Regions from separate parts of the Hordeum vulgare genome. Here region 2 is linked to region 1. Evidence: chromatin contacts called from public Hi-C data. All regions are on one chromosome and are shown on one strand. Each heading gives the region's core, a stretch centred on a gene start, on an enhancer-like site or on the middle of the called end of the contact. The rest is flanking DNA. Distances are from core to core; before and after follow the strand shown.

Region 1 (3,646 bases), core at 584-3,083:
TTGATCTGATCTCGAATTCAACTCTTCAGCCCGAGTGTTCTCATTTACACATTTTTTTGCAATTTTGGCACCAAAACCAAACAGCTTCCCACTCACTCCACTGGTAGAAACTGAAAACTGAGACAACAAAATAAGTTTAAAACGTAAAGTCAACATTTTTTGACTTTTACATTATTTTCTCTAAGAAACAAATCTTCTGGTCATTGTGTTCAAGCTGATCTTGGGGAAGAGCATGGCTTGATGCTGCAGGAAATAATGTACCTTTTTGCAGAATATTATAACACCAAAATGCATCTCAAGACTAGTGTCCACCAAAACGCATTTACTATCAAATGGTGACATGCGGCCTATATTATTCACCTTATAAGTTACAACAGAACAATTAAACTAGCTTAGGTTCTCATCTCAAGGTCCTCCCAATCAGGGCAGAAATACATGCACTGATTAAACACTTGACTCTATAAAAATTGGATAGCTTGATCATGTGATTATATATTTGGTCCATGCTAGCACATCAGAGCACAGGAGTAGGCAACAGCTTCAACTCTTCATGAACCCGACTGGTACAAGAACAACAACACTTTAAATTACAGAAGCATGAATTCAAATGTTTATTGTTCCAAATTTCTACAAGCAGATTCACCAGCCAGCACCGCAGAACCATTTTGTCGTCTCTTTGTGATATAATTTTCCTTAGACAACGTGCACAACATCATCAACGATCAAATTTCCAGATGCGTGCAAATGGAAAAGTTCCCCTTACTACCCCTACTAAATTGTCAAGTGCAGCTGTCAGTGTTGTTTCATAATGCCTCAGGCAGGCTGTACATAAACTCAACATTTCTTCTTTATGAAAGTCACGTGACTGTTAACTTTTGCACAACAACAAAATATTCTAGTGGTCAATGATCAAGAACTTGTAAAACAACAATAACATGTTCTTCAGATGAGCAGAGTGACATCCAAACACAAGCAAATATAACAGGGCATGAATGAATTACTCATAGGTAGTGTTTACTTCTGGATCAGGGTAATACCTTTAGTGAACCGGCGAGAGGGTGACGTGGCCACCGGCAGGAGGAGGGGACTCTGAAGGCTCCATGCCTCCGAGCGACCATGGCCGATCCACGGAGCTGCGCCGCCGCTACAGCCATGTGGGATTGAGACGGTGAAACAGGACTTTTTATCATTTGCCCCGAAATTGGTGCAACTTTGATGATTTGCCCAAATTGGTGTGCCACCGTTTAAAATGCCCTGAAGTTGATGAGTCAATCAGTGAGTTTCCGGCATATTCTACAAAATGAACTACTCACTTAAATCTAACCCTCCACCATCCCCCACCCCCCGGGTTTTCTTTTCCACAGCCATATTTGGCTTACACCTGAACGGCAGGCACGCGCCAGGAGCTCCAGTCTGTTTAGAGAGATATGCTTACTTTCTCAAATATTTTCTTGTTTTTTGACAAAAAATATTTGATCAAAGGGGAAAAGTAGTTATTCCTTAATTTTAAAAAAAACGCTAAGAATTTTTGTCAGAACATCTATATCGAATAACGAGTTTCTCATCTAGGGTTTCAACGAAGGATTCAACCTATCAAGGGACTCTTTGGAGAGGAAAATATAAGGGAGGGACGGAGCATACCTTGCCGTCGCTGTCGCCTTGGCTGCCGGACTTGGACCGAGGTCGAGCGGGCGTCGGGGTAGGGACCGAAAGAGAGGGAAACGAGAGACGAAGAGGGAGGGTCGGAGGGAGGAGAGATCCCAGGATCTGTTCGCGGCGGTCAGGCCAGGCGCAGTGCGGGGCCTGTGGGCAGACATGGAAATTAGCCAGGGGTGGTATGGTTATTCCAGTCATCCCAAAGGGTTAAAAAGTTTAGAAATTGATCCTCTAGACCAAAATTATCCAAGGAATGTGCCACATGACGGTCGTTAAATTGCGATTCTTCTCTTCTTCCTTGCTCTTCCGTGCCCTCCTCTCCCATCTTTGCCGCGCTTGCTGCTACCTTGTTCGTGCTTTTTCTTTCCTCGTCGATGTTTCCTGACAGCATCTACGACCCGGGACTGGACAAAAAAAAAAATCAATAATTGACGGGTATTTTTCATACTTGACGGATACGAGGACGTCCGGACGCGACCATCAAGTAGGATTGATCGCAAGGGCCTGCATCAATTTGTTTGAAGACGCCAGACCAACCATGTTTCGTTTTTCTTTTCTTCCTTGTCTCCATAGTCACCATCATAGTTTCGTCGATATCGTCCTTAACCCACAACTTCGTCAGTGGAGGCCCTAACCCACACTGTCGCCGACCATGTCACAACCGGTCAACGTTGCCGTCACCGGACTGGGTATGAGGACTTATGCTTATAACCATATATTTGTGTTAGAATCATCATGATCTTAATATGTGCCCTCGAAGACATTCATCGAGATATGCTTACTATGCATTGAAGTGGAGGATATATCCAAATTATGCCTTAACCGACACGCATCTTACGTAAAAAATCAGTTGTCCAATTAAAAACCATATCCGTCGTGCGGGGTTGCCTTGGTAATGAAGATAGCAATATGAGACAATCATTGGGCGTCTAGTGACTACACCTCTTGAATCCCAAGAGATAGGATATGTATGACCGTACTAAACTTTTCGGTCATTGGTGTCAAAATAACACTTCACGACCCCTCTGCCCTTAGGCTCTCTGTAGCTCGTTCTCCATGATCCTAGGTACCTGCAGGGATGAAGAACACGAGACAGGTACGAAGCAACTTTATGTTACATGATTATTTTCTTTGGTGATCCGGAAATGGAGCATAAAGGATTCTCGACTTTTTCCCTAAAGGTGACCAAAAGTTATCAAACCCACCGGAGGAGGATGCCCTTTAAGTTAGAGTCTCAGACAAGCTTTTGTTAAAAAAACAATTACAAGTTTTGACTTAATCGGCATCAAACATTTGAAAGAAAACACTTATAATATAAATAGGCATGGGTATGAGGTTTTAATGCTTATAACCATATATTTCTATCAGGACCAAATATGTTCTTAATTTGTGCGCTGGAAGTCATCCATCGAGATGTGCTTCTTACGAACCGAAGTGGAGGATGTGCCTGAATTACGTCTTGACCGGCATGCGTCCCGCGTCAGGAGTGAGTTATCTAACTGAAAGCCTTATTGTTAAAGCATATTTCTCCATATGTGGTTTGATAATTGATGACAATCCCTATGGACTAATGGTTGCCTTGAGTTATATTCAAAGGATTTGTCCATAGGCACTTCTTGAAGTCCATCTGTTGGTTTCAAGGAGTTTATGTGATGACCAAGTTGGTACTCAAGGTTTTATCCAAAGATTGGTCATAAAGACACAAGGTTGATCAAGACTAAGTCAAGGAGTGAATCAAGTTGATCAACACACAAAACATACAAGATGAACCAAGAGGGATCAAGTGATCCCATGGTATGGTAAGCATTGTCCATTACACTTTATGTGCTAACCCATGGTCTTCGTGAGAGTTCTATGTGGGGCTAGGTGTTTTTTCATGGGCTTGCGTCAAGAGGGAGATATCATACAACCCATGGAGGATGACATCAAGTGGTGATTGTCATCAAGATTGTAGTGTGCAAGTTTAAGTGGAGCATCATGAAGATATCAT
Region 2 (3,704 bases), core at 1,068-3,567, 190 kb after region 1:
CAATGGAAGACGCGCGCGCTGGCGGAGGAGCGCGCCCAGGCCGAGGCGCAGATGAGGCTGGAGCGCCGCTAGGCACAGGAGGAGAAAGAGGAGCGTCGGGAGAGGGAGACGGAGAAGCAAGCCCGGCAGCCTACGCCCCAGCCGCCGGTGCCGCCGCAGGACGTTGCTCAGTCCTGGGAGGCGACGTTCCCTTGGGCTGGGCAGGCGCCGGAGGTCATCGACATCACCGCCCCGATGATGATGGGGACGAAGACACCTAGGATAGGCCACGCGGCGAAGCTTTTTTTTTTTATGTTTAATTAAGTTTATGTAGACTTGGACCGGCTTTTGATCATGTTTTAATGTTTAATTATTAAAGTTTGGACGGCCTTTTTTTTAAGTCCTAGTTTGAAATTTGAATTGAGGCCTGCATTGGATGGTCTAGCCAATCCATTTACAAAATCGAACATCAACATTCGTTTAGTCGAATCAAACGGATAAAAAACAGACAAAAATCATATTCGTTTAGATCGCACAGTTAAAGTTGTTCTCACTGCAGCTGAGCCAGTCGCACTAAAAGAAAAGACGGCTGGGGCAAAAGGTGTAAAAAAACGTGTGGTTTCGCAGCATGGAATGAAAGTAAGTAAAAATGTAGTACCTGAAGCTGATGGAAGCGGTGATGGTGTAGGCAATGCCGTAGCCGAACAAGGCTGTTTGCTGCAACAATTGGCAGACCCACGCACTGCTGCTACCTGGCAAATCATATATGATTTTTTTTCTTTTAGATCAACACTTGGAGTGATATACAAATATATATACTCTACAAAAGATCGTACTACTGGAAACCAGAACACGGCGCCAGTAGGTTCCAACAATGTTGACGCATGTTTAATCGATTCATTCTGGAGGAAGCACGGTTGGTACGGGGGGAGAATCCCCTGGTGTACTACGGATTAGGGTCGCAATCAGACTGCTGCAGAATGGCTCGTGTCTGACGAGCTCAAACGGGCCACCCACCTTGCTTGCCGTTCCGGCTAGCCTTGGCCAGCTGTCCTGCTCTGCAGTCCCAAACACGAACTCGTGTACTGCGACCAGTTATATTAAAGAAACAGCGGTCTCTAATCAGGTTGCGCGCCCACCACGTGGCCCCAAGCAGGTTGCGCGCCCCTTTTGACGTGCTCTCCGAGAGTGACTATGGACCAGTCGGAGGAAGAAATGCAGAACAGAGACGTGACTTCATAAGTTTTCCCTTCTTTTGTAATGCTACAAGGAGCTCTGTTTAACGACTTGATTGCCAATGCCTGGCTATTTGTTTGTAGCAGTAATACTAATAGACTATCCGAATCGTCTCTGTCAGACTGTCACTCAATTCTGGCGACCAGTAAACGGATACAGATACCCGCTCATTAACTAAAATATCTGTGCCGAAGAGAAGATTTGGATTGAGAAGAGTTGGAACAGAAAAAACGACAGTAATGGATGGAAAAGGACGGGCGGGACGTGGATTGCGTACCTAAGTTGCGCTCGACGGCGTGGGCGTAGGTGCGGTTGCGGTGCGGGCCGTGCTCCGGGTCCGGCGACCGGTAGCAGTCGGCGAAGATGGTGGACTGCAGCGCCGTCACCGAGGCGAACACCACCATCATGCCCGGTCCGGCCACCCACCCCAGCTGCGCCATGCTCCACGCCAGCGACAGCACGCCGGACCCGATCACCGCCGTGATCACGTGCGCCGCCGCCGTCCACTCGTTCCCTTCATTCCAACCCAAAATCCAACGGCAGGGTCACAACACGAGTCACAACACACGGACGACCAAACGCGGAGGCAAAAGGTCCAGAGAAATCGATCGAGTGGATCGGTTTGGTCCGGGCCGGCGGGGTGCTCACCGTTCCTGACGACGTTGGGATGGCGCTTCGGCCCGTCGGAAGAGATGAGAGGGGCCGTGGCGTCGCCTCCCCCTTCGCCGAACGCCATCGTCGGGGGAAATCCCGCTCCCTTCCCTTCCCGGCCGGCCGGCGGCGAGCGCGGAAGGGGAATCGTATCACGGAGACGGACTCGCTGAACTGACTGGAATACTACTTGGCGAATGGTGGCTGGATCGACCAGCTGTTGTTAGAGGAGGCACTGATACGTGGGTGGATCGAGAGGACGAGGAAAAGAGGCTCTGTTGTGACTGGCTCCTCGAGTGTGTAGGCCCGCACGCTGGTGAGGTGAGGTGAGGTGCTACTTGGCGCCGTCTGATTGCGCTGTGGTCAATTCACACAGGAAGGAGGTACAGCGGGGCACTGCGTAATTGCAGGCCACAGATTGTATGAGGACACCGAATTTGGTTTTGAGAATGATACTGCATTGTGCAATCATTGCAGCATGCATGTTTTGTTCTTGGAACAGTCGAGACAGGGATTGGAGCCCGGGTATTCTGGATCTCTCGAGAAGAAACCAGATTTGCCTCACAAAAAGGGCAGAGGGGCAAACTGTTTGGCATCTTCTGAAATACACCATGTGCTCTAATCGTGTCCACGAACATAGATATGAGTGGCATCCATACAATTGTATACCTCAAATGCCCGGACACGTTTTAAACTAAATTTGAACAAACCGTACCATTCTCATGCAAAACAGAGGACTTTCATTTAAACCGTCCCACATTCATGACATTTTTTTGACATGTTTCGTCAATCAAAAGCGGACATGACATTTCTTTAATATTGCAAAAGTTGACATAGTCTATTTCTTCGTTCTCGTCCGTGTTTCAAATCTTTATTGTTCATCTTTGTTGATCATGAGCTCTCTCAGACTGCGCTTGGATCGTCGTTTTGCACCCGTAAAAACCTAGCCTCCTGTAAAAAATACAATAGATTCGAATCTCCTCCTTGGATGATTGTTTTTCAGCCATAATATTTACCCTCGTATGTCCGCTGCACCGTATTTAGCTTGTAGAAAATATACCCCGTCTGCGGTCAGTTTTCCCCACCCCCGTATCCTTTCTTGACCCATCCACTCGCCCACGCCGCTGATGAAAGGACGTGGATGTCGCCTAGAGGGGGGTGAATAGGCGCTTTAATATAATTACGGTTTAGGCTTGAACAAATGCGAAATAAAACTAACGTTTAATTTATCAAGCACAAAACCTACAACAACTAGGCTCACCTATGTGCACCAACAACTTATGCTAAGCAAGATAAACAACTAAGTGATAGCAAGATATATGACAATAAACAATATGGCTATCACAAAGTAAAGTGCATAAGTAAAGGGTTCGGGTAAGAGATAACCGAGGCACGCGGAGACGATGATGTATCCCGAAGTTCACAACCTTGCGGATGCCAATCTCCGTTGGAGCGGTGTGGAGGCACAATCCTCCCCAAGATGCCACTAAGGCCACCGTAATCTCCTCACGCTCTCGCACAATGCAAGATGCCGTGATTCCACTAAGGAACCCTTGAGGGCGGTCACCGAACCCGTACAAATGGCAAACCTTGAGGGCGATCACCGATACCCGTACAAATTGCTCGGGGCAATCTCCACAACCTAATTGGAGACCCCGACGCTTGCCCTGAGCTTTACACCACAAAGTTGAGCTCCGAGACACCACCAAGCTTCTAGGACGCCGAATCATCCACGAAGAACAATATCTAGGGTACTAAGTACCAAAGGTAATAAGCTTCTCAAACTTCACTTCCACATATCACCGTGGAGAACTCAAACGATGCAACTAATGCAATGG

Evidence for each region. Hi-C and Micro-C count contacts between places; a contact is called where the count stands out from the background.
Region 2: a Hi-C map of leaf shows a contact between it and region 1, with 4 times the contacts expected there. The contact joins the promoter of LOC123426977 here to the promoter of LOC123426974 in region 1. A contact is called at or near these places in 1 of 6 Hi-C or Micro-C datasets (leaf) and 1 of 1 datasets of contacts at active chromatin or transcription factors (embryo).

Annotation. Positions count from the first base shown.
Region 1 is chr2H:520,607,948-520,611,593 of MorexV3_pseudomolecules_assembly, forward strand. LOC123426974 (protein FATTY ACID EXPORT 1, chloroplastic-like) reads right to left here and starts at 1,834. Exons shown (of 7, transcript XM_045110895.1): 1 at 1,642-1,834; 2 at 1,038-1,254; 3 at 1-117. The coding sequence starts at 1,190.
Region 2 is chr2H:520,793,808-520,797,511 of MorexV3_pseudomolecules_assembly, forward strand. It overlaps LOC123426977 (probable amino acid permease 7), which reads right to left and starts at 2,318. Exons shown (of 7, transcript XM_045110897.1): 1 at 1,864-2,318; 2 at 1,493-1,729; 3 at 638-731. The coding sequence starts at 1,951.